Linked DNA regions of Mus musculus: all the other regions are linked to region 2. A link is a contact called in public HiCAR-type and promoter capture Hi-C data. All regions are on one chromosome and are shown on one strand. The core of a region is the stretch at or near the end of the contact, and the rest is flanking DNA. Distances in the headings are between cores, read along the strand shown.

What was found. Promoter capture Hi-C pulls out the DNA fragments that hold promoters and counts their contacts. HiCAR-type assays count read pairs that join an accessible place to other places.
Region 1: a promoter capture Hi-C map of liver shows a contact between it and region 2, with 2.9 times the contacts expected there. The contact joins the promoter of Hat1 here to the promoter of Gpr155 in region 2. A contact is called at or near these places in 3 of 39 promoter capture datasets (hippocampal neurons, liver and pre-B cells) and 1 of 9 other capture datasets (liver).
Region 3: a promoter capture Hi-C map of pre-B cells shows a contact between it and region 2, with 5 times the contacts expected there. The contact joins the promoter of Itga6 here to the promoter of Gpr155 in region 2. A contact is called at or near these places in 3 of 39 promoter capture datasets (the C10 cell line, liver and pre-B cells), 1 of 484 Hi-C or Micro-C datasets (embryonic stem cells) and 1 of 115 datasets of contacts at active chromatin or transcription factors (astrocytes).
Region 4: a HiCAR-type map of astrocytes shows a contact between it and region 2, with 2.4 times the contacts expected there. The contact joins the promoter of Metap1d here to the promoter of Gpr155 in region 2. A contact is called at or near these places in 1 of 115 datasets of contacts at active chromatin or transcription factors (astrocytes) and 1 of 9 other capture datasets (adipose tissue).
Region 5: a promoter capture Hi-C map of hippocampal neurons shows a contact between it and region 2, with 6 times the contacts expected there. The contact joins the promoter of Rapgef4 here to the promoter of Gpr155 in region 2. A contact is called at or near these places in 5 of 39 promoter capture datasets (the HPC-7 cell line, cranial neural crest, embryonic stem cells and 2 more) and 1 of 115 datasets of contacts at active chromatin or transcription factors (astrocytes).
Region 6: a HiCAR-type map of astrocytes shows a contact between it and region 2, with 4 times the contacts expected there. The contact joins the promoter of Pdk1 here to the promoter of Gpr155 in region 2. A contact is called at or near these places in 6 of 39 promoter capture datasets (the HPC-7 cell line, hippocampal neurons, liver and 2 more), 1 of 484 Hi-C or Micro-C datasets (pre-B cells) and 2 of 115 datasets of contacts at active chromatin or transcription factors (astrocytes and embryonic forebrain).
Region 7: a HiCAR-type map of kidney shows a contact between it and region 2, with 5 times the contacts expected there. The contact joins the promoter of Dlx2 here to the promoter of Gpr155 in region 2. A contact is called at or near these places in 4 of 39 promoter capture datasets (hippocampal neurons, liver and pre-B cells), 2 of 115 datasets of contacts at active chromatin or transcription factors (embryonic forebrain and kidney) and 2 of 9 other capture datasets (adipose tissue and embryonic stem cells).

The regions. Positions count from the first base shown.
Region 1 is chr2:71,387,456-71,390,963 of GRCm38.p6, reverse strand. It overlaps Hat1 (histone aminotransferase 1), which reads right to left and starts at 1,704. Exons shown (of 11, transcript NM_026115.4): 1 at 1,660-1,704; 2 at 966-1,061. The coding sequence starts at 1,666.
Region 2 is chr2:73,385,160-73,388,577 of GRCm38.p6, reverse strand. It overlaps Gpr155 (G protein-coupled receptor 155), which reads left to right and starts at 2,098. Exons shown (of 17, transcript NM_001190297.2): 1 at 2,098-2,313. Gm13707 (a long non-coding RNA gene) reads right to left here and starts at 1,728. Exons shown (of 9, transcript XR_866430.3): 1 at 1,222-1,728; 2 at 3-128.
Region 3 is chr2:71,784,763-71,788,475 of GRCm38.p6, reverse strand. It overlaps Itga6 (integrin alpha 6), which reads right to left and starts at 1,537. Exons shown (of 26, transcript NM_008397.4): 1 at 1,156-1,537. The coding sequence starts at 1,337.
Region 4 is chr2:71,451,807-71,455,054 of GRCm38.p6, reverse strand. Metap1d (methionyl aminopeptidase type 1D (mitochondrial)) reads right to left here and starts at 1,717. Exons shown (of 10, transcript NM_025633.3): 1 at 1,657-1,717. The coding sequence starts at 1,696.
Region 5 is chr2:71,979,215-71,983,003 of GRCm38.p6, reverse strand. Rapgef4 (Rap guanine nucleotide exchange factor (GEF) 4) reads right to left here and starts at 1,789. Exons shown (of 31, transcript NM_001204165.1): 1 at 1,653-1,789. The coding sequence starts at 1,717.
Region 6 is chr2:71,870,925-71,874,600 of GRCm38.p6, reverse strand. Pdk1 (pyruvate dehydrogenase kinase, isoenzyme 1) reads right to left here and starts at 1,377. Exons shown (of 11, transcript NM_172665.5): 1 at 1,036-1,377. The coding sequence starts at 1,231.
Region 7 is chr2:71,544,949-71,548,255 of GRCm38.p6, reverse strand. It overlaps Dlx2 (distal-less homeobox 2), which reads left to right and starts at 1,502. Exons shown (of 3, transcript NM_010054.2): 1 at 1,502-2,272; 2 at 2,688-2,872. The coding sequence starts at 1,864.

The sequences.
Region 1 (3,508 bases), core at 455-2,954, 2.0 Mb after region 2:
CTCTTCCAGAGGTCCTGAGTTCAATTCCCAGCAAACACATGGTGGGAATCTGATGTCCTCTTCTGGTATTCATGAAGATAGAGAAAGCACTTATGAACATAAAATACATTTAAATTTTTTTTCCAAACCAAAGTTGTTATATCATTTTAGATATAATACCAGCAACCCATGAATTTCCACATCCTAACCAACAGCTGTTATTATCATATTTGCAATTTTTTTTAAAAAGATTTATTTATTATATCTAAGTACACTGTAGCTGTCTTCAGACACACCAGAAGAGGGCATCCGATCTCATCATAGATGTTTGTGAGTCACCATGTAGTTTCTAGGATTTGAACTCAAGACCTCCGGAAGAACAGTCAGTGCTCTTACCAGTCCTGCTCCCTGGGGCCTGAAGATTGATTGATTGAATGATTATATGTAAGTACGAGCACCAGAAGAGAGCATCAGATCTCATTACAGATGGTTGTAAGCCACCATGTGGTTGCTGGGATTTGAACTCAGGACCTCTGGAAAAACAGTCAATGATCTTAACAGCTGAGCCATCTCTCCATCCCCCATTTGCAATTTTTTCCCCCGAGACAGGGTTTCTCTGTATAGCTCTGGCTGTCCTAGAACTCACTCTGTAGACCAAGGCTGGCCTCGAACTCAGAAATCCGCCTGCCTCTGCCTCCCAAGTGCTGGGATTAAAGGCATGCGGCACCACTGCCTGGTGTATTTGCAATTTTTAAGATGAGATCACATATACTTTCTGCCACACTATCTTTCACTTTCTTATCACTATCTTTCCCCTACCCCTTCTACCGCATGAACTTAGAGAACTGCCTAAAATCTCCATGTCCAGTCAACGCAGAAAGTACCTGTTACGTAATCGTCTTAACCTCAAGCTGTGTTTCCTATTTTAAAGGCTCTGTTAAATACAGGGCTGCACACACAGAACTCCTCTGAAAGGAAATACGCACCTAGTTTCAGCTCGATTGCTGTGTTGGTGTTACACTTGTACTCTGCTAGTTTCTTCTCCACGGCACTCTTATACTCCACCAGAAATTTCTCCAAGGCTAGAAACGAATAAAGCACAGCAAGAGGATTCTACTACACACAGCACAGAAGTTCCATTCTAAGTGACAAGTTGGGCAGTGTAAAAACGACTTTCTCAAAGGACATCTAAAAAAACAATGATCTCAGGAATCCTGAAGGGTTATGAGACCCTGAGTGTGCCCTGAACCAGGGCAGGGCAGCAGCACCGCGCTCGCTCAGAAGTTGGCTGGGAGGGAGGTGGGCAGGGCCCTGGAGAGGATCAGCTGGCGGGAACTGGACCTAATGGGTTACATTAGGGCGACAGTGAGCAAAGGGGAACGAGGGGGTGAAAGGCTCCGAGGCAGACCGCGCTCCACCAGACCAAACTGAGCGCCTTGCCTGAGCTCAAGGCCCGGGAGGCCCACGGGAGGCGCCGAGCGTCAGCACCGGGGGCGGTGGCGCCGAGCGCGGCCCACCGGGAGCCAGTCCCCGACCCTCAGTGCCTCGCGGAAGGGAGAGGCCTTCTGGAACCTCTGCTAGAGCCCGAAAGTTCCAGGCGGCCACTGTCACGGCCGCCTCAACGTTCTTCCCCAGAAGCACCCGCCTCCTCCCCTTGCTAAACTTTTCCCGGGAACTTACCCGCCATTTCCGAGCTCCGAGCGCCCGCAGCTGAGGAAGGACAAATCAACCCGCGCGCTCCCGGGCCGGAAGTGACCGCAAGGACTTACGCGTTTCCCCCGCCCATCCTCGGCGAGCCACGAACCAATGAGAGGGAGAAGGTCCAGGCGCGCGGCGGCGGAAGTGCCTCAGGAGGCGGGGCTAGCACCGTGAGAAGGCGCCCGCGGTTGCCTAGCCACCGCACGTGAGGATGCCCTCACCCCATGTCTTCGGCGTCCCAGCCTGTGCGGCTTGCTGGCCACTAGAGACTTGCTTAGAAATTAATGTGAATTCTCAAACAGCTTAAGGCGATTGTCCTTCCCATCTTTTGGCCCGAACGCAAGTTTTTCTGTGGGGGTTTCATTTCGAAGTTTTTAAACTTTTTGATTCAACTTTGCCATAACCCATTTTAAAAGGTTCCTCTGAATTTTATTCGTATTTTGGAGCTGGGTGACCAATTCAGAGTCATACTTATGGTAGACATAAGGCTCTGCCACTAACCCATTATAGACTTTCTTTGTGCTCCCAAATTGAAAAATAGTGCCATATTAAAGAACTCAGGGACCCAAAATGGAAGACTCCCGAAAGCTGTGCTCTGATTACATGCTAGCGTGCACAACTATTAAAAGTAAAATTTAGAAATATACCTGCTTTTGCTCTTAAGTTTTCTGGACAACCATTTAGCTCACTAAAAGTGGTTACTAACACTACCTCAAGTGGCTTGATTTAGTTGGACTTGTATGAGGTCCTAGTGGCTTGAACTAATCATAGGATACTACCCATTTTTAATCATGGGCCTTATTATTTAGTTGCTTTTGGATTTTTTTTTTTCTCCCAGAGGATAATTTGCTATTTACCTCTACGATGGTATTCAAATACCAGACTCCCTGGTGTCAACACATTTGCTGATACGCTTTAAAATGATGCATGCCGTATGGAAAGTTGATCTTTGGTATATCGGGTCTCTCTAGAAAAGAAGGAACCAATGGAATGAACATATATTAAAAGATGACTTACCACCTTGGCTTATGTGGTACACTTGGAGAGGCCAGACAGTGGTTGTCTCACAGCAAATGCTGAAAACCTGGTGGTCAGTCCTCAAAGCTAGGAGCCTCAGCCCAATCTGCCTGTGAAGACCTGAGGGACTCCTGGAGAACTGTTGGGTCTCTGCCTAGCAAGGTTCTAATACCAGCGCTTGAGAAGGCTAGGCTGACTCCATGACAGGCTTCAAATTGGCAGTTAAGGAGGTTAGGCCTAAATCTCTTACCAAGACCTGGGCAAGTCCAGGCAAGTCCAGGCCTCCGAAGCCGGCCCGCCACCTGTCTGGCCACCTGTCTGGCCCGAGGCAAGGACAATGGGTCAGCAGCAGTTTCCAGGCCTCCCCCAACAAGTTTACAGCCTCTCTACCCCGGCAATGGAATGTCAGTAGAGATGGACCCAACAGATTATCATAGAGGTCACCTACCCCAGAACTCCCTAATGTGCTTTAAATCAGGCCTCTGAGCTCACTTGGGTGTCTCTCTACCTGGGTCATGGGAGACCCAGCTTGCTAGACTTCTGCAGAATTCAACACTCTTTGTGGTTACATACTATTGGAGTCCAGGGTGACATCCTTCAGCAAATCATGGACCCTTACACACCAAAAAGGTCAATGAACTCTCCAGTGAGAATGAAGGTTAAGGAGGCAAGTTAGCAAAGCTTTCTTTCTGCCTTTTACCTGGGCCATTACCAGAAGGTGCTGCTCACACTTAAAGTGAGTCTTCTCCCATCAATTAAGATGATCAAGGCAATCCCCAGCAAACATGCTCACACTAATATAGGTTTGTGTGGG
Region 2 (3,418 bases), core at 849-3,348:
ACATGGACGTGTGCTGATGCCTTCTTAAGAACTGTCAGCTCACAGAACACTGAAGCGCTTCATTCTTCCCTCCAGGAGTGGGATCTGACCCAAGGGGTTTTAATCAGATGTCTAAACTCCCAGCGCCTCTGACGGAAGGAAGGATAAGTCCAAGAGATTGTTATAGATAATGCCTCAGGGTTTCCAATTTTAGGTCTAGAAGCAAATTCACTCTTTGTAGCCCCTTCCTCCTTTGTAAGCGCATTGAAATAGTTCTTCATTTCCAGATAGCAGAATTTCACAGCTGGGAAATCTATTAGAAGCTCTCTACCTGGCTTCTTTCTCCTTATTTTAGTGGATGAGAACAAACTTAATGTTCCCCACCTCCTCTTCTTTACCTCTCTCAGCTGTCCGGCTCTACAGTTCTTCTGTAACACCCCTCAAACTTACTCCATTTGTACTACCATTAGCCCAGAGTAGGTTATTTCCTTGTCTTGGCTAGTCCCAAAGTCACCATACTGTCCTTTCTGCCTTTCATCTCTCCACTTATCCTGGGAAGGCTTCCAGATCATAAGGCACAAAATCCACTGACATGTTCCAGTGTGGGGAAATTGTACCAATCTTACTGTGCTGTCAGAGGATAAACTAAGCTAAGCTAACACAAGGAACTCCTACAGGTTGGCCTTAACTTTCCTTTCTAGGCCTGTCTTTCAATAATCCTTTAAAAGTCAAAGTTCACTAAATATTTAGTTTGACTAATGTTCATAGTTTCAAGGCAGGAATCCATTTAGCCTTGAGATAACAGATGTATTGTTTTTTTTTTTTTTTTTTTTTTTGCAGTTAGGTTAATAGTTAAAAGTGAGAAAGACAAAAAATGAACCAAAAGGGAGTAAGCTACATTTTAAAAAATAGTTTCAATTCTGCTCACCTTTCCTTAGGCTTCATATCCTTAAGCCAGCTCTTGGCTTTTCTTTTCTTTTTTTTTCCCATTTTTTATTACATATTTTCTTTATTTACATTTCAAATTTTATCCCCTTTCCTCATTTTCCCTCGGAACCCCCTTCCCCCATCCCATCTCCCTTCCCGGCTTTTATTTTCTTAGTAAACCATATAGTAACTTAATTTAAAGGTGCAAATAGTACTGTACTTTGTACTAAAACTGCACAGATTAATAGGACATAGTAGTGGCCAGACAAAACAGTAAAATTTGCAAAGCAAGATTTCTTTTTAAGAAATACTTACAAAATCACTGAGATCAGGCTTTAAATTAGAAATATTTTTTGTTTCAGAAAATGTCTTCATTTTCACACGTTGACTTCGAGAAGCCCCAGTAGACTTCCGAGAATACTAGGAGATTCCTGTCTGTAAACTAAGAGCATACAGCCAGAGTTCCTCCACAACAGAAAAAGAAGCAGTCGCTGCTGGCAATGTATTCTAAATCAAGCACACAACTAAAGCTTATATTTTAATCTCTTTTGATTTAGGAAGGTCAAGATCATGCTAGCTTGGGAAAGGTAGAAGGCAGGGTTTGAACTCACATCCTTGCATTTATAACTCTATACTATGCAATGACGAGGCTAACCAGGAGAGGAATTGACAGGATTACTGGAAGCTGAGGTTAACCGAAATGATGACAGGCCTTCCTGAGTCTGAGCAGAGGCGGAGGAAACCAATACTGCCAATCCCCACCCGGCCGCCATCTTGTGGGAAGAGAAAAGCCGGAAGTACAGCTACGGGAGACCGGCGGCCAAGTGGCTTTGGCGGAGGCGAAGCATAAGGGCAGGGACTGGGCTGTGTGGCCTCGGGCACCGGGGGTGGAGCGGTGTCGCTTGTCCTTGGGGGCGGGGCCTAAAGGCGAGGTGGAGACCCGCATTCGGGCCTTCTGGCTAGGGGCGGGGCCTTGGGGTGGAGCCCCAGGGCGGAGTGCAGTGTAGCACTGGAGCTTAGGGGTGTGGCCTGACGGCGGGGTGGAGATTTGAAACGCGGACCTCCATGCTGGAGGCGGGGCCTTGGGCGGGGCGGGGCCATGTCCTGAGCTTGGGGGCGGGGCCTCACGGCAGAATGGAGACCGGCTTCTCTGACCTCCAGGCCAGGGGCGGAGCCTGAAGGCGGGGCGGAGGCGGGGAGGAGGCACCGGGCTGCAGACGCCTAAGGTAGCTGACAGGACCGCAGCGGCTCACCCCTCCCTTTCTCGGAACGTGGTTGGGCATCTGCCGCTGGCACACGCCGCTACAAGAGGGTTCGGGGCGGGAGATGACGGCGGTGTGCTCGCTGCTTGGCCCTCTGTGAGCATCGGCTTCCTTCTCCTTGCAGCCGGAGCTGCAGACCTAGCAGGTGAGATGAGCCCCAGTTGCGTTTGCAATGGCCCCTGCCCCTGGGGTCCGGACCAGTGGGCAGCGCCAGGCTGCCCTGGCGCCTCGGCTAGCTGCTGCGCCTGTCCGCCTCTGCTCCACAGAGCCTGCGCCTGAAACCTGCGGGAACACTGGAGATGGTCTGCTCACAAGGGACGACTTGTCCCCTCTGGTGCCAGAGCTGCGGTCCCCAGGGTGCGAAGCACCCCGTTGCACGTGTGCTCACATTGTCATCTCGGACTTTTTACTTTAGCCCAAGGTGGCCTTCGTGTCTGCCCCTCCTGAGCACCTCGGGATCTTTGCGCCAAATTTTCTCCCATACTTCTTTACGGAGCACCTGACGTTGTGACTCCCATGCCCTGGCTTTCCACTTCCACGGGTGTCAGCTGCCCTCGGTATCATCTATTTGGTCAGGGACTCTGCACTCCTTATCTTGGCGGGCCAAAGTCTGATCCTGCAGATTGACAAGGGAAAAGGCAGTGACTGGAGTGCCTGTTGATGTTGAAGAGTGCTTTTTATAGTGCTGCAAGGCATTAGGCTTTTCTCCTGTCTAAAGGATAGGAGTGTTTGAGAAGAGAACAGCCTCAGTTTAAAGCTTTTTCTTTCAAGTCAGTACTGCAGCACATTTGAACTTAATAGCATTTAACCTACAATTTCAGTGCTTTGGTCATGTTATCTAAGTCAGATGTAATGCGACTAGATGGTTTGTATACTTCGTTTTCTAGTGTCTGGCCCAGTGAATTGGCTTTTCCAGTGATAGGACAACTTGTTTGTTCTGCAACAAGTCTTGTTTTTGTAGTTTAAAGGACTGGATGACATTTTTAAAACTTCCTTTGTTGTGGTTCTTGTTAATCTTAAAATGTGCATAAGAAGCGGTTTTTCGTTTTGTTTTGTTTTCATGTTTAAAATGGTATGAGATAAAACTTCAGAGTTATTTTTAGTTTTTTTTTTTCTCCCTTCCTTATTTTGAGACAGCTGCTAATTTAAGTCCTGGCTGGCTTTTCTTTGTAGCTGGGCTTGAACCCATGGTCTTCCTGCCTCTGCCTCACTAGTGCTGTGATTACAGGTGTGTGACATTATGTCAGACT
Region 3 (3,713 bases), core at 288-2,787, 1.6 Mb after region 2:
AAAAATCTGACCTTAAGATTTTGAAGTCCACAATATGCACAAACCCCAAAGTTGTTAAATATCCGAAAAGGGAGTTTTCTCCAGTTTAAAATAATTCTGGCCTCTCCTTTCCCCTTGGCTGCACTCTGTTCTCTCCGGTCTGCTGGTCCTGGAAGGACCTGGGTTCAACTCAAGACCTGGGCGGGGAGGAGGACCTTTTGTTGTGGGAATGAGCATGGATCAAGAATTTAACCCCACTGCGACTGGGCGACTAAGCTCCAGAAAATCTTCCCCAATCAAAGAACTGGGTCATGTGGGAGCCAACACTGTTTAAAAGGCAGAGCCAGTCGCTTTCTCCTGGAAGAAACACTTGGGAGGATGACTGTCACTTCCGAACCTTCTTTTCTAAGTCCCTCCTAGAAGGGGCACTTTGCTCTAACTCCTCCGTGAGGCCCACCCAGCACTGGGGCCGGAGGATCCTTGAGTGCTGCTGATCTATCAGGGAGCTGGGAGGGGGAGCTAGCACACCGACTCGAAGAAGCCTGTTTTCACAGCTGAGCTAGTCCTGAGGAACAGGTGCTTTTTAAGAAGCATGTTAAAGTATCTCCTGCAGGAGAGCCCACTCTGCAGGGAAAGTCATACGGGACAGCGAAAAGTGGCTTCCCAACTTCCACGCGGCGCGCGAACGAGGGAGGGGACCGGACGGTCGGAGAGTTGGAGAAAGGCCTGCATTTCCCTGGAAGACTTCCCGCAACCCTGTGTCCCATCACTGTCCCTAGTGCACACGTGAAGCTCAGCAAAGCGTGCCACCTGCCGGGGTCCCTGCAAACTAAGCCCGAAGTGGAGAACCGCGGAAAGCACTTCAGGGGAGGGGGAAAGTCAAGTATCCCGGGGCCGGGCCCGGGGTTTGTCCCTTCGGCTCTCCTCACTCCCGGGAGGCGCCGTGTGCAGGGCGCGGCGGGCCCGGATCTCTCAAGTCTTGGGCCGAAGAAGTGCGAGCGGGCAGGGCAGGGCAGGGCAGGGCAAGGTAGGGAAGGCCAGGGCAGAGCAGAGCCGAGCTGGGCTAGCCCACGGATAGGCTCTGGGCACGCGGGACGGGCGGCAGCAGGGCGCGCCCTCGTTCTCCCTGGCGCAGCGCGGCGCCCCGGTGGGGATGGGAAGAGTCGGGGAACTCACAGCCGCTTGTCCTCCGGCTGCAACTGCCAGTGCATGGCGAGCGAGAAGCCGAAGAGGCTCCCGGGATCCCCCGATTTCCGGATCACGTTGTCCTCGCGGGTGTCCAGGTTGAAGGCTGTACCCAGCCGGGCTAGAAGCCCCGCGGACAGGTAGAGCAGGCACAACTGGCCCGCGACCGCCATGGGCGCGCGCGGTGGGAGGGACCCGCGGAGCTGCTGCGGCCTCTGTGCGCGCGGGCTCGGGGCCGGGGCCGGGCTGCCTGGCGCGCCGCTGCGGCCACTTGGCCTCGGTCGCCCCTGCGCGCGGCCCCACCCCCGGCCGGCTCACGCTCACTGTGCGGCCGCTCCCCCACGCCCGCAGCTAGCTGCTGCTCAATGAGCCCGTTGTTCTCTGGAGACTCTCAAGCGTTTTATCGAGTGACCGGGACTCCGGCCCCGCCCCGCCCCGCCCCGCCCCTCCCGAGGCCCCGCCCGCCACACGCACCTTCCCTGCCGGCCCCGCCCCGCAGCGGCGCACCCGCCGCAGCCCTCCCACCTTCCCGCCACCTGCCCGGAAGCGTCCCGGAGCTTGGCAAGACTAGCCAGGCTTTTTTTCTACCTGTCACTGAACTGCGGGCCTCATAGGGCTGACTTGCAAAGACATCCGTTCTCCAAGGGTTCAAGACGCGCCTAAGTATGCCCAGCTCTTGGGGTTGGCTTGATGTTGCATACTCGCTGGCTCCCCAGGGACCCAAACGTCGAAAACGTTGCTGTGCTACTTAAAAACACACTGTTTCATTCAGGCCTAGGAAGCGGGCTTCTCTGTGCTGATGAGTTTTGGTTTTTTTTTTAAAAAAAAAAAAAAGAAAGAAAGAAAAGAAAAGAAAAGAAAAGAAAAGAAAAGAAAAGAAAAGAAAAAAGTCAACTCAGATTTTTGTGGGAAGATCTCTAGGTAGGGAACACTGAGTCCTTCTATCTTGGGCCCTGGAGTTTAGCTATTGTCCCCTTTTCTTACCCTAAGTTTCCTAGTCTAGTTAGAACTGCATAGATAGAGACAGCTAGAGGTCCGTGTGGGTGGCTTGAAGGCTTGAGTCTCGCGGGCATAGGGTGGGGCTTTCCAGCGAGGTGTTGGCTTTTGAGGCATGTTTATTTTAGGATAGAAAAACTTGCTTCAGGGACGCTCAGAACTTGGTTGAGAACAAACAATATACATTTTAGTGAACCATTTTTTATTATCCTCTGACATTTAGATTAGCATGTTTTCTCTTATGAATGTAGACAGTAAACCACAAAGGCAGGAGACTGTACCAACAACCCAATTATCAGTAGAAAATACTGTTTTATCCAGAAAAGTTGGTTGTTGCAGATGTTTCAAATTACAGTTGTTATTAGGTAGCTACTCTGCTAGATCTCGATGTATGTCAATAAAGAAGCAATTTATTACTATAGAAAAAAATGTTAACATTTTGACATATGTTAATATAATCGATTTTCTTCTTAAAAACATGTATGTTGTGCATAGGGTCTTGGTTTTCAGTAACTTACTGAACGGGCCTTGTTCTACCCTGTCTCCTATCGATGTAATTTAATATTTTAACCAAAAGCCACCTGAGGAGAAAAGAGTTTGTTTTATCTTACATTTCCAGATAATAGAACTCAGGACGGGAACCTGGAGCAGAGACCATGGATAAAAACTGCTTAGTGGTGTGCTCCCTCTAGTTGTGTTGAGCCAACTCTCTATACAAGTCAGGACCAACTGCCCAGAGCTGGGTAACAATCACAGTGGGCTGTACACTCCTGATGCTGGAAAGGGCCTTTCCATGGAACCTAACAGGCATGCATAGGAAATAGAAGCAGGGTGCAGTCCCAAGGGAGACCCAAAGCGTCCTTCTACATCTGTACCAAGAGAACAGCTGGAGCTACTCAGAGAAGCTATGTGAATATCACGTGTGGTCTTCACAGGTGGCAGCAGCTGCCAGAGTGAGTCCCCAGCAGATGTGCCACTTCCCAAACAACTAGTAATCTCACATCTTGCCCTGGGTGAGGTATAATGGATCTAAATGCACACGAGATCTTGAAGATCACACGGTTTGAACAAGCGCTTCTGAAGGACATTGAGAAACTGTTAGAAATGACTGTCTAGTGAGGTAGAAAATATCAGCAGTGTGATTTTTAGTGGGTGTCACTCACAACCGTTTTCTTCTTTCATGTATGGCAACCACTATCCCTGAAAGACAGGTCCAATTGATGATGGTTGGACATAAGGAACCTCAAGGTCATTGTTACCTTCTTGATTTCAATCCTCAAGTTGACATTTAAACATTTAATCGCAAGGTAGTTCTCAGCCAGGAGCCAGTGATGTAGCTGCCATGTTGCTGAAATACTTCTGAACTGGTTAAGAAAGCTGTGCTGAACAGCCAAACCCTGCGCATATGTCCCAGATCCATCAGATTCCACTCAAGTCCAAGCCCTGTACTGCAACTGCTCCCTCTGACCAGTCATGCTCAAGTCCTATTAGCCAATGGCCATTCTGAACATCCCTCCTCCTCCTAAGACTAATTCTAGGCTGTGGAGAACCCG
Region 4 (3,248 bases), core at 468-2,967, 1.9 Mb after region 2:
ATAGCTAAATAGAAATTCTAAAAATAAGTACAATATACAAGACAATGAGTAGGATTCTCAGTCTTTCTGTCTTTCTTTTCTTCCTTCTTTGTTCCTTCCTTCCTTCCTTTTTTTCTTTCTTTCTCCTCTTATGGAGCAGGGGAACCCCAAACCAAGGCTTATGGGTGCTAACCACTGAGCTATACTCCCTAGGCACAGTTTTCAGAGATACATAGGCAAAAGAATCTACAAATAAAGTGATATACCTAGGACATCCTTTAAAATAATACCATCGTGGGAGGCACTGTGGCTGGGGTGGAGAAGTGAGTGTCTCTACACACATGATTTGTGAGCAGACAATGTGTATGCAGAGTTTGCCGCTCTGTTGTGTGTTTGAAATTTCTCCTATGAAGAACATTTCAAAGGCTAAAAAAAGAAAATCTAATCTTCACATGAACAAGTTGTATTAAATGTACAAGATCATTCAAGTGATGAGAAGTTCTGGGTACACACAGAATGACCAGAGTCATCTTTGCCAAAAACCTCTAAGATATGTAGCACTATATTTTGAGTGCTTTGGAAAATATGGGCATTTCATAAAAACTGAATATTTTATTTCACAAAGCCGTGAATCGTGTATGTCATTCTCTGTATGTATTATATTAGATACACATATACACACAAATATAACTACACAAATATATGAGTATCTGATTTCACAAAGGGGGGGCTGTATTGAGCTAAACTGGGCTGGTGAGATGGTTCAGTGGGTAAAGCCTGAACCAAGCCTCATGGTCTGAAAAACAGATAATGGGAGAACTCCCACAAGTTCTCCTATGACCCTGTGACCTTTGTATGCACACCTTGGCACCTGTTTGAGCATACACCAGACAAACAAATATATGTAATTTTAATGTCCTACAACTTGCTTTTTCCAAATATTCCAAATAATATATTTTTGTGGACACCATTCCATGTCAACGTCAAACTTTTTTACACACCCTTAGATACACACAAATAAGTTGGTATCTGACTTCACAAAAGGGGATTGTATTAAGTTAAGCTGGACTGGTGAGATGGCTCGGAAGGTATATAATACGTGCTGAGTATTGCTCTGAAAATATTTACCTCCTAAAACCGTTCCTATGTGCCTGGCACTTAAATTGTATCTAAAGTCGTTGGTGTTCCTTTTTTTTTTTTTCGTCCTTCTTGAACCTATTTTTGAGTTCTTGCTAGCAAAGAATCCGAACCTAGTACTAATTCAACAACGATTCGCCGGAAACGCATCTGTTTGGAATGCCCCTGACATCGTTAGCTCTCCTAAGTCATCATGACTGTCATCACCTTTTACAAGTTTCTCAAAAAGGCATGCCAATCCAACAGCTCTAAACCGAGTGTTCCGGCGCATTTCACCGTCGTCGCTGGTAGATACGTCTGCAACACTAACCACACAAGTAAAGAGAGGGAAGAAAACTTCAGGTAACGACCCACAAATCTCAAGAACTAAGCACTCAAGCAACATGGTAAGAAGAGGACAAACGTGTGTCTGTTTCTGCAGCGTGCCAACGTGTATGGTATACGCGGGTCCGACTGAAAGTACGCACGTGCGTACCAAGCCCACGCGCGGACGTGTCTCTGGGCGCGTAGCCCTGGAGCGGTCGTATGCCGATCGCTTACCTCCACGGACGAGCAGGGGGACGCCGATGGGCGCCGCCATGTTGGCTCCGGTCACGTGGCCAAGAGAGCCTCGCAGCTCCGCCCACTGGAGTAGCCGCGCTCTCAAAGCCCAGAAGCGCTGAAGCAGTGGGAGGCGAGTGCGCGCGCGCGCGTGAGCTGGCTTGCAGGAGCCCGGGCTAGCGAGTGCCTCTGGTGTCGAGGCCAGCAGCTCCGTCTGCGGCCAGCTCGCTTCCACCAGGAGAGGCTGGCTCCGGCCGCAGTTCTCTCTCTGAGCTTCCAGACCCATCAGGGATGGAAGAAAGTCGTCATGTAAGTGTAGCCTCCAGTATTTATAGAATCACCATTTTGGTGCATGGATACGTGAAGTTGGGCGAGAGGAAAAAAAAAACAAACAAACAAACACAATTTAGTGTGCAACAAAGCACTTTCATCGCCTTTCATTCGGTTACAAATCATTTCCAGGCAACTAGTTGAAAAAGTTGGATCAGTTTGATCAGCTTCCCTTTGCAATGTTAGAATATTAATTACTCAGCAGAGACTCCAGAATAGAATAGTTGGGACACCTATGTGGCCCTGTGGGTATCTTCACAGGATTTCTCCTTCCCTGATGACACTTCCTGCTTGGCAGTATTAACTGCTGTTATCCCTAAATTAGATATTTAAAGAATGACGCATGTCAGCTTGCATAGCCCCTATGTCAAGGCAAGTGAGGCAGCCGCTGTACCTTCGATGATACTGTTGCCCGATTTCACCAGGTTCTGTGCCTCTTGCCCTTGTTTTGCGGTGGAGTCCAGACGCTCATGGACCAGGTGTTATCCATCTTGGTAGCTTCCTGTGCTCAACACAGACCATGATACCCCAAGATGTGTATGGTGAAAGAACCCAAACTGTAGTGTAGCAGTTTCTGGACTTTGAATGCAGTCGAGATCGATAAGGATTCCTTGTGAATATGTGGATGTCTTCTCATTGATTTTAAAGAATCCACATGCGGGCTGGAGAGATGGCTCGGCGGTTAAGAACACTTAGGACTCTTCCTGAGTTCAATTCCCAGCAACCACATGGTGGCTCACAACCATCTTTAATAGAACCTGATGCCCTCCTCTTGTGTGTCTGAAGATAGCTACACTGTACTACATATATAAAATAAAAAATAAAAGAGTCCACATGCTCAACTGGCACACCTTTAACCTCAGGAGGCAGAGTTCAACTCATCACAAACCTCAAATCGGAGAACACTTAATCCAAGGGTATTCTTTTTGTTTGAGAATATCATACACACATAGAATGTGTTTTTGTCTAATACACTCCCAGCACCACCACGCGCCCCCATCCTTCTCCTCCAACTCCTGCTCATCCCTTCCACCACATTTCCCTTTCAACTTCATGTGCTTTTATTTTAACACACTGAGTCCATCTACTGCCAGTATGCACATGAATGTAGGGCCATCTACTGGAGCACGGGGATCCTTTCAGGGGCAGAAACCCTGGAGAAAACTGACCACCCTCATCCCCTCAGTAGCTCTGTCAATTGTCAGCTATGAATGGGACTTTGTGTCCTTGTCCCAATCTATGTTGAGATCTCGGCTAGCTAG
Region 5 (3,789 bases), core at 540-3,039, 1.4 Mb after region 2:
CTCGCCTGCAGGTCAGGAACTTGAGGCTCAAGAAAAGGAGGGCCTTTTTGTAGTGTTTTGTTTGTTTGTTTGTTTTGGGTTTTGTTTGTTTTGTGTGTGTTTTTGTGGGGTTTTTTGGTTTTGTTTCATTTTTGAGGTTTTTTTGCCCACTATGAATAGTGGCATTAAACTGTGGTGCCATGTTCTAGAAATCCATGCCGAATACAATCTTACAAGCAGAAGCACAGGGATAGACGTCCTGGCCACTCCGCTCACACCGCCGCTGCCCCATGACTTCGCCCTAAGTATTCACTGACGAAAGGATCTCCAATGGATTACTGACTGTTTGCTATGCAGCTCTGCAAAGAGAAGTATGTTGCTTACTACCCAAAATTATCACTCACGGGAAGCACTATTTATAGGTTAAGTGCAAGCGCCTGATTATCTCTTGTTTTATAATTCACTTTTCCTAAAGTATTAAATTTAGATTACTGATCACATTAGCAAGCTCTTGGCTTAAATGTGCCTTTAATTCCTCCACAGAATTCTGTATGACTTAACCATCTCTTCAATTGTCTTACTGTTTACTGCATATAATTTCTCTAATATTAGAACATACCATTTTAGTCAGAAATGGGGCAATGCCTGCCAAAAATATTCTTGCTACTGTGTAGTAACTAAAAATCGAGAATGTTTATCACATTAAGTTATTCAAATGAGTTCATTTAGCTCTTTTCAGTTAGTTAATATCTTTCCATCAAAGGCCTACAATAGTGGAACAGGCACAGCCGGCCACTCTTCAGATCCTCAAGTTTGATCCGGTCACAAATCTGTTCATTGAAAAATTTTCAATATGGCAGAGCACAAAATAATTCCCACAAATGCAATTCGGATATCATGCAGATTGCTGAAGGATGTGAATCACTGGCCTTTGGCACCAAACTCTGGGACTCAGAGGCTGGTCACGCTGCAAGGCGTTTGCTTGTTTCTTTCAAAGTTCAGATGCATCACCTTTCTCCTTAGGGTAATAAACTATAATTGCTAACATACTGTGTAATGTTTACTGTTAAATTTGCAATCTGGACAAACAGAAAATTCCACCGACAGAGCCTAGAAACAACTGCAGTGTGTTGTCACCCACGGCACCTTCATCAGAGGCTGGCGAGAGCCAGCACTCTCTGCGGTTTAAATTTCTCTTTAGAGTGAGGGTCTTTTCTGCAGAAGATTAAGACGCCTCCGGTGACCTTCCTAACACAGACCTTGAGAGAGCGCCCGCGGGAAGAGGGCTGTGGATTTCAGCAAGGGACTTGACAGCTCCACTGAGTCCCTAACACTTGGTTTTCCGGAAACAAAAAAGGTGACTGCACCTGCATGAATACCCCCCTTCTCCCCGCCCCTCCTGGAAACTTAAATGACATTCTCCCTGAGGGTCTGGACAGCCTGAAGCTCGCATGTATGTACCCTCCCTGGTCTTAGTGCCCATTGGAAACCACCCACCCACCCACCCATGAATGGAGCGTGGAGTCGCAGCGGGGCGGAAGGGGACCAGGGCAGGCTGGCACCTTGTCCCCCACGGCGCCGCATTCTGTTCCCGGCACGTGGAATGCTCTCCCGCAGGTGGCACCCCACGAGTGGACCCCCGCGACCCAGATCCCGCACCCCACCCCACGTACCTTTTATCCAGGCAGGCGATCCACTCGGCCGAGGACTGAGAGTGTGCAGCGTGCGCAGCGACCATGTTGGGCAGCAGCGCGCGGTGGCCCCGGGCCGCGGCCACCTCCCGCGCGCCTCCCGGCGGGCTCCCGCGGCCTGCGGGGCGGGGACCGAGGGGCGGGCCAGGCGCGAGGCCCGCGCTGCACTGCGGCGCCCGCGTGGGAGCCCAGCCGCCCCGCCCGCCCGCCAGGAGCGGCGACCCCACGACACCTGCGGCAGGTGCCCCGCTCCGCCAGGCCCGCGTCTACCCTCACCTCGGGGGAGGGAAGAAGGGGGAGTTCTGCTGCGATGCCACCCGGTTGCGCGTGGGGAGGGGATGTCAGACTCTATATATTTTTCGTACAGCAAATGCCACTAAAATGGCTGCTGCCTCTCCGTTTCCTTAGAAACCCATTAGTCCTCCTCGGTGGCTGTCAAAACTTGCTAGCTGATCCCAGCTCACCTTTACAGTCTGCTGTTTAAATTGGGATGAGAGAGGGCAGGGCTGGGAAGGCTTGCGATGAGGTGGGGGTGGGGGACATCATGGTCTCTTGATGTGGACCCCAAAGGATAAATGATTCGGAAGGTTGAGGGGCGTTGGGGGCTGGGAAAAACAGAGACAGTCTGAAGCAAAGGACCCAGGAGACCAGAGGATTAAAAGGGGGTGCAAACTGAAGTCACTGGCCTTGAACCTCAGACTTACTTGGACTCCATGTCCCAACCACGACAAAAAGAAGCAATTAAGAATGGGATATCCCTGAGACCCATGCAGAACTAAGGTTTCAGGCCTGGAAGCCAAGTTCCTGGGCACTCCATGAACTTGGGTGGTTAGCCTCTACTCTCCCACAGCCTTCCTCTTCCCAGGTTCAGTGCGGAGGGTGGCCACAGCTGCCTGTCTTCCTGTAGGTGTTCACTGTAAGTGTTATGCCTAGAAGTCGTTCAGTTATACCCTGCCAAAAAATAAAAAAATAAAAAGAAATAAATTTACATGGACCGTTGTTCAGGAATTTGGGGACAAGTTAAATCTGTTGGACTCCTATCAAGCGCTGTTTCGATATTTGTGACATACACTTAGGAATAGGCATGGGTGGAACGGAACAGGGCTTTATCCTCGATCATTTGCTACTGTCCCTACACACACCGCCCATTTAGGGCCGATGCAGGGAGACTGGGGAGCAGGAAACAGCCTGTGCCTTCTGGGATGCTTTGATTCTCTTACAACAACCTTGACCTTAAATCTCTCCAGAAAAATTTTCCATTTCCCCATGTTCAATAGACAGGATCTGGTTTCAGACCCACAACCAAGTGTTTTCAGCAGAAACTCCCTGTTCTGGGCTTGTCCCTCAGCTGAGTTTCATTCCGTTAATCTCTATTATTTACCATAAATATCTCTTAACATATTATACCACATAAAGACTTCCAAAGGTGTCATCTTATATGGTGTGAAGGAGACATGTCTTCTAAATATTTTTTGTTTATAAAGGTATCTGAGCTATTGGGACATTTCAAGGTTACTGAACGCTTGCTCCAAATGCCTCAGAGAATACTTAGAGGTGAGGAGCCAGAGGAATAAAAGACAATATATCACCTGTCATCATTCTCATTTAGTCTGGGGGTCAGTCTGAGAGGCAGGGACAGAGGGACGAGAAGACTCCACAAGGGACACTAAAGAAAAATGGAACAAAATAGTGCAAATTCTATTTTGAGGGAGACTATTAACTAGCAAAGGAGGACACTTAGGGGCTGCTTGTCATGGATAAGGTCTCCAAAAGTCCTCCACATATGCAAAGCATTTTAAGATCTGTCTCATAAAGTGCAAGGCCTTTGTTTGTTTTGTGGGAGCACTGACTTACCTCTAAGGACAAGCAGAATTATTTAACTACTACCTAGAAGGAGCACCAACAACGATTAGATTAGCTCGTTCAGAGCATGTGAGCCTCCATGCACGGCTGGAGGTAGGCGTCAGTGAGTCACCAGGACAGGGAGGACCACAAAGGACCCAGGGTCCAGAGCCACCTCCCTTCCCTTGAACCAGAGCTGGGTGAATTCAAAGTGGTGGTTCTGCCATTTCTGTCAACGGAATGAGAATAAAAGGTCTATCCAAAATGACTTCCCGAG
Region 6 (3,676 bases), core at 128-2,627, 1.5 Mb after region 2:
TTGATAAGTGTCCCTCCCCTGGCAAGCACCTTCACTTGAACTAAAAAAGTCACATTTCAGCAATCCATTTGAAACTAAGTGGACCTCGCAGATGGAACCTTAGCAGAAAACTATCTTGTCAACAGTAGCAGTATTATTAAGGAAAGCATCTTGCCAAAGTTTAATAGCGTATTCATGAACAAGGTGAACATTGCTACACCACAGTACAGGCATTCACAAATAAAAGCAAAACACACACACAAAACGGGGGCCTTTCATAGTCCCTTACTAAAGAAACACAAGGAAAAGCACCTGTCACTTCAAACCACAATTTTAAGATAAAGTACCTACCCCCACCACTAATCTCTCGTGCGTGCTAACCATGTTATAACCTGGCAGCACGACACAGAAGATAACTTTTTCTACTCCAGAACTTTCGGATTTCAATGTTAAGAGTTTATTCTAAGCATTTCCCTTTCCGCCTCATTACTCCTGATGAGAAGCCAAAAGTCAAAGGCCTAATTCTGCAGTTCTGCAATCTGTTACACACAGACAAGACCATGCACTTTACACGTGCTTGAGACTGGCTGCTGTTGAAACGAATTTGCTCTCGGTGAAAACACTGGCGAGGAAAGCACTGGGCCAGTAGTAACTTGTTTTCCAGCCATCACGCCACTCCAAACGATCGCCACTGTGCTGGCACCGATCTCGCCTCTGCAGAACACCACCCTCGAAGCAGTTTGAGCCCTGGCCTTGAACCTGAGCAAGGCATCCCCAAAGACACCAGGTCCCCAAGCGCGCACCTACGCACGTGCGCGGAAGGCTGCAGCCGCGGGCCCCCTGCTTTGTTTTTTTGGGTTTGTAGTTTTTTTTTTTTTTTTAAACACACTATAGTCGCACGTCCCTGTTACGTGCCCGGCCTTCCAGCGCCCGCTCCCTCCGAGGAGGAAGGAAGCACCTAAGACGCAGGGGGGGCGACACGAGGGAGGAGGAGGGGTGCGCCTGGGAGGACGGGGCCCGTGCACAGAGGCCCGACGGCCCAGCGGCCGCCCTCACCGAAGTCCAGGAACTGCTTCATGGAGAGTGGCGACGGCGAGAAGCGCGCATAGAAGTCCACCTGGCCCGGAACGCCAAGCTCCGACGCCGGCCCGGAACCCGAGGCCGAGGCCGAGGCCAGGCTACGGCTGGCGCAGGGGACGGCGCAGAGCGGCCTGACGCTCGTGCCGCCCCGCAGCAGCCTTGCCAGCCTCATACCGAGCCCCGCCGGAGGAGCCGGAGCTCCGGGCGCCAACCTGCGGCTGTATGCCGCTGCCCGGGCGCTACGTGCGGGACGTGGCTGGCCGCGGGGGCGGGGAGCTGCTGTCAGCGCTGCGGCCACCGCCCCCTCGCTGGAACCACGCCCCCGTAGGCGGAGCACGGACAGCACGGAGGAGGGCGAAAGGCTGCGCTAGCCACCGCCCCTGGTTAAAGACACGCCCATGTAGGCGGGGCCCTGGGAGGACGGAGGCGGGGAAAGAAAAAAAAAAAGGGAGCGCTGCTGAGCTTTGTGGGGTGTGGTGCAGCTGAAACCACCCGGAGCGAGTGGCCGCCGTGGGAGCCCGGCTTAAACGATCCAGCTTGCGCTGTGTTGCACCCCTTTGCACCCTTTCGTACTTCCTCCGCCCTCCCAGTCTCAGCGGAAAAGCTCTAGGCTGTGCGAGATCGTTGGCAATGAGCCTGTTCTCATTGCCCTTGGATCATGCAAGCCCTTGATTTGCAGGTGCAGCCGAACAGTGGTACAAGAGTTGAACTTGGGGGTGTGGCTCTAAAGAATTCCACAGCAACGAAAGTCCCGGGAAGAGCGCGTTGAAACACTTTATGCAAGCAATATTGCCACAGTACTTAAAGACTACTCGCTCTTTTTCTGTTAACTCATCTTAGAGTTACAATGTGCCTGCTCCATCTTTTCAATGTATAGAGATAGTGAATGTAGAATTAGAACATATTTAATATCTAACCCCACGAAAATCACGTCTGTCTTCTGAACACTGTAAAGTCCCCATCCAACTACCCTAACATTTGCTGTGTCTTAGGTGCAAGAAAACTATCCTGCCACGTGTGAAGTTTATCAATTATGTAGAATACACACCGAATAACACTTCATAGCTCCATGCTGGTCGCTTTTGGGTTTTGTTTTGGTTTTGTTTATGTTTTATGAGACAGGGTTTCTCTGTATAGCCGTGACTGTCCTGGAACTCGCTCTGTAGACCATGCTGGCCTCGAACCCAGAAATCCACCTGCCTCTGCCTCCCAAGTGCTGGAATTAAAGGCATGCGCCACCACTGCCCCGCTCGCTATTGGGTTTTGAAAAAACACAAATCATGAAGTCTGGGATGTAGCTCATATCCAAAGCCCTGCGTTTCATCCCCAGCACAAGGAAAGAAAAAACAAAAGCAACCCCCCCCACCCCACCCCCCCACATTGTGTTGGCCCAGGTTTATAATTTCAGCGATCTGCAAGTGGAAGCAGCAATGTGGGAGGTGAGAATTCTAAGGTCATCCGAAATCATGCCAGCCTGTTATTCTGACTCCTATCTGAAAACAAAGAAACAAATACCTGCCCACCCTCCCCCAACATACACAGAAAAACAGAAATTAGATCAGAGTCCCTTTAAAGAAAGCTGTTATTCTGTATCCAACAAACTGTGTGTAGCACAAAGCGGGGATATTGTCCGCATGGAAACAAAAGCAAGTGGTTTTGATTCTAGAGAAAGAAAAATTGTTTTTCCTCAAGTATCCAGTAGAAATTGTGGTCTCCTCTTGGGGTTCTTAGTCTCATTTAGAAAAGAGTTTAAGAATAGACTAAAGTGGAAGCTCAAGGATAATTTTATTAAAGTTTAAAAGAAGAAAAAAAAAACCTCCAAGGTAAACAAGCTGTGCATCTCAGCAGCTGCCTGGAGGAGGAGAATGGGGTAAAGAAAGAAAACAAACAAACAAACAAACAAAAAAGCACAAACCAACGAAAAGACCTATGCTGCTCCAGTTACTGGCATGGAGGTCAGATGGAGGTCTGCCACAGGGTGGGAAGGGGGGCCTTAGAGAAAAGGGTAAGGAAGCCCAAAGTATCAGAAAAAGCAGCATCAAAGAGGGAGGGGGTAAAGGGAGGGAGGAAAAAAGGGAAAATTGTGCCTTTCTGACTCCAACCCAGTACCTCATGGTGGTTTATAGGAACAGTGTTGGGGAAGGAGGAATTCTGGGAAGGAAAAGTACAATATCTCATTAAAGGACAAAATATTTCTTCTACCTATTTAGGATAGCTGAAGGCGAGTTTGCTTTCCTAGCAGTCCCAGGCCAGGTGATTGACACTGCCCAACTGCAATGTTAGCTCTCCACCCAGGCCAGAGAATCTAGCCCCTTCACCAGATGGAGGTTTGTTTTTCTTTCGTTTAAGAGTTATTTTATTTATATGAGTACACTGCTGTAGCTGTTTCCAGACACACCAGAAGAGGGCATCAGATCCCATTACATATGGTTGTGAGCCACCATGTGGTTGCTGGGAATTGAACTCAGGACCTTTAGAAGAGCAGTCAGTGCTCTTAACCACTGAGCCATCTCTCCTGCCCCTAGAGGGTTTTTTGGTTTTGGTTTGGTTTTTTTGTTTTTTCTTTTTTGGTTTATTGTTTGTTTGTTTGTTTGTTTGTTTGTTTTAGAGACAGGGT
Region 7 (3,307 bases), core at 253-2,752, 1.8 Mb after region 2:
GTATTTTTTAAAGTATCAACTTGTTTTCCATTAGGCAGTTGTTGTAACAAGTTCTTTCAGTGACATGTTATGTCTTTAGGAAGGGATGCTTCAGATGGCGCGCACTAGCACAATTTTGTGGCTTTTAATTACTATTTTGTTCTTTTGGGGGGTTTCAGAGGCTGGCGCCTGGGCGTGATTAGACTGTCTACCAGGCCTGTAACAACCTCCTACACTGTCCACCAGGTGGCGCCACAAAGCAGGCGCTACCGCAATCTTCAAACTTGAGAGTCCATCACTGCGCTGAGTCCATCCATCACCCTTCTTTTGAAAATCCCAACCACCAGAGAGGGGAACTCATCACTTGGAAAAGAAAGAAAGAAAGAAAGAAAGAAAGAAAGAAAGAAAGAAAGAAAGAAAGAAAGAAAGAAAGAAAGAAAGAAAGAAAGAAAGAAAGAAAGAGAGAGAGAGAGAGAGAGAGAGGAAGGAAGGAAGGAAGAAAGAAAGAAAGAAAGAAAGAAAGAAAGAAAGAAAGAAAGAAAGAAAGAAAGAAAGAAAGAAAGAAGAAAAATAAAAATAAAGAAAGAAACCTAGAGAAAGAAATTACAACAGTGGAGTAAGATCCTAGAACACGAAAATGTAAAATAAAGTAGACAAAATAAAACTTCTTATATTTATTGTTTATATCAAGAAAACGTGTGATAATGAATCTTGATAAATCTCTAATATTACTTCAGTATCTCTTTTTTTTTTTCATTCCCCTTTTCATAAAAACACCAATGCAAACGACTTTGAAGGCTGTCTAGTCTGGCCTACCTTTCCCAAGGAGGGAACCTCAGAATCAGTTTCCAGCTAGTGGCTCAGATGTGCGTCATTACTAGAGACCTTTATGTGTATGAGGAAAAGTGATTTCAAATACATTACTAGTAATAATACCTTTGGGCTTATAGAGCTCTTCTCTCAAGCAAAAAGGAAAAACGTTAAACATTATCCAATTAATTGTCGTAATATCTCTGTGGGTAGTTTGGGAAGCATAGGTTATTATACGCGGTTTATGGATAATTTAAATCAATTGCCCGTCAGGTGCAAAGTGGCTGACAAGAGTAGTGCGAGCCAGGCACCTCGAGGAAAAGTATCTGGAGAAAAAGGAGACAGAGCTGGCTCGGCCCTCTTCCTGGCTTTATTTGATTAAGGCGAAGTTGGACAAGAGATGTAAATCGTTAGACTTGGCTCTTGAAAGCAGAGTAAGGTGGGAGACCCCATTTCTTTCCCGGAGCCTTATGTCCTGTTGCGGGCCATCCCGCACCCTATCCAGCTCCAGATCGGGTACCCACTTTCTGCAGTGCTTGTACACGCACCCACCGCGGCCGCCTTGCCCGCCACGTGACACGCGGGTCCCGGGGCCGCCCGGTCGCGGACTCCCGGCGCCCCGCGGCTCATTCCTTCTGATTGGCTGTTGCTAGGTGACGTTGCCCGCGGTCACGTGATAAGTGTTAAATGCCCACCCTGCAGGAGCCTGCCCGGCAGACAATCGTAAAGCTGCTCGGGGGTCGCTCACCTGCTCCCGCCTCCTGGAGCCCCTACCGGGTCTGACCGCTCTTGCCCCCTCCATTGCCCGCCCCCCGCCCGAGCCGGGCCAGGAGCCGAGAGGTCCGAGAGGCCCGGGAAGGATGCGGCCAGCAGCTGCGGTCCCGAGCCACGCACGGTGATCGCCTCCTCCAGGGGAGGAGGCGCCTAGACCGTAGCCTCATTTCTTGTTTTCCTCTCCCTCCCCCTCCCCGTAATTACATTGGTTGCTGGAAGGGACCCGGAGAGATAGACAGAGGAGGCGCCTCGCATCCCCCTCTCGCCCGCCACCCGTGCTCTTTCCTGTCCCGGGTCAGGATGACTGGAGTCTTTGACAGTCTGGTGGCTGATATGCACTCGACCCAGATCACCGCCTCCAGCACGTACCACCAGCACCAGCAGCCCCCGAGCGGTGCGGGCGCCGGCCCTGGCGGCAACAGCAACAGCAGCAGCAGCAACAGCAGCCTGCACAAGCCCCAGGAGTCGCCAACCCTCCCGGTGTCCACGGCTACGGACAGCAGCTACTACACCAACCAGCAGCACCCGGCGGGCGGCGGCGGCGGGGGGGCCTCGCCCTACGCGCACATGGGCTCCTACCAGTACCACGCCAGCGGCCTCAACAATGTCTCCTACTCCGCCAAAAGCAGCTACGACCTGGGCTACACCGCCGCGTACACCTCCTACGCGCCCTACGGCACCAGTTCGTCTCCGGTCAACAACGAGCCGGGTAAGCATCGCAAGCATCTAGGGTGCCCAAGTCACGGGGAGGGACCGGGTAAGCATGGGGTGGGGGGCAGTCCGGAGCTCTAGCCTTGCACTCTGTGCATCTCTTGCTCCCGCCCTGAACTCTGCCCAATCTCCAACTGCACGCGAATCGCAGTTTCTGCCTCTCCACGCTCCGGGGGACAGAGTCGGTGGGCGGTTGGGCCAGTTGGCATGCTGTGGGTAGCGCATAGCTTTGCTGCCCGCCTCTTCTTTCTCTCTTGCACAGCTCCCCCGGGTCCCTTGCAGGGTTCCGTGGCCAGGCCAGTCGGCGCGTGCTGAAGTTGGGAAGGCCTCCTCAAGTCTCTAAAGGCCTCCGCTCCGAACTTTAGGACCGCGGGGTTGGACGGTGGGTGCTCACCACTCACTTTTCGTTGCAGACAAGGAAGACCTTGAGCCTGAAATCCGAATAGTGAACGGGAAGCCAAAGAAAGTCCGGAAACCACGCACCATCTACTCCAGTTTCCAGCTGGCGGCCCTTCAACGACGCTTCCAGAAGACCCAGTATCTGGCCCTGCCAGAGCGAGCCGAGCTGGCGGCGTCCCTGGGCCTCACCCAAACTCAGGTGAGCAAGGTGGGAGATGGCCTGCTTTCTCTAGGAAGCGGGCACGTCCGGAACAACTTTTCAAAAGTATATTTTCACCTGTGCTTTTTTATTCCGGGCAAAGTAAACTTCTAGGCCCAATGCTTAAAACAAACAAACAAACAAAATAAGAAATTTTTTTCAAAGGGGGCAGCCGCATGGGAGGAAAGAAAATGACCCGGGTGGACAGAAATCCCACACTACAACGCCTTTCCACTCGCTGCTGCTAAAGCGGGTTCCATAACTGACCTGACACCGCACTACCCAGAACCTTGGTCACATACTTAGAGCTCATCCATCAGCATTTTGAGATCCCCCCAATGTAGCTAGAAGCAGCGGAGGCCCAGAGCCCAGGTCTGCTCGCCCGCCGTCTCCACTCCACCAACCTCCTGCCCAGGTTCCTGTACTAAAGCTCAG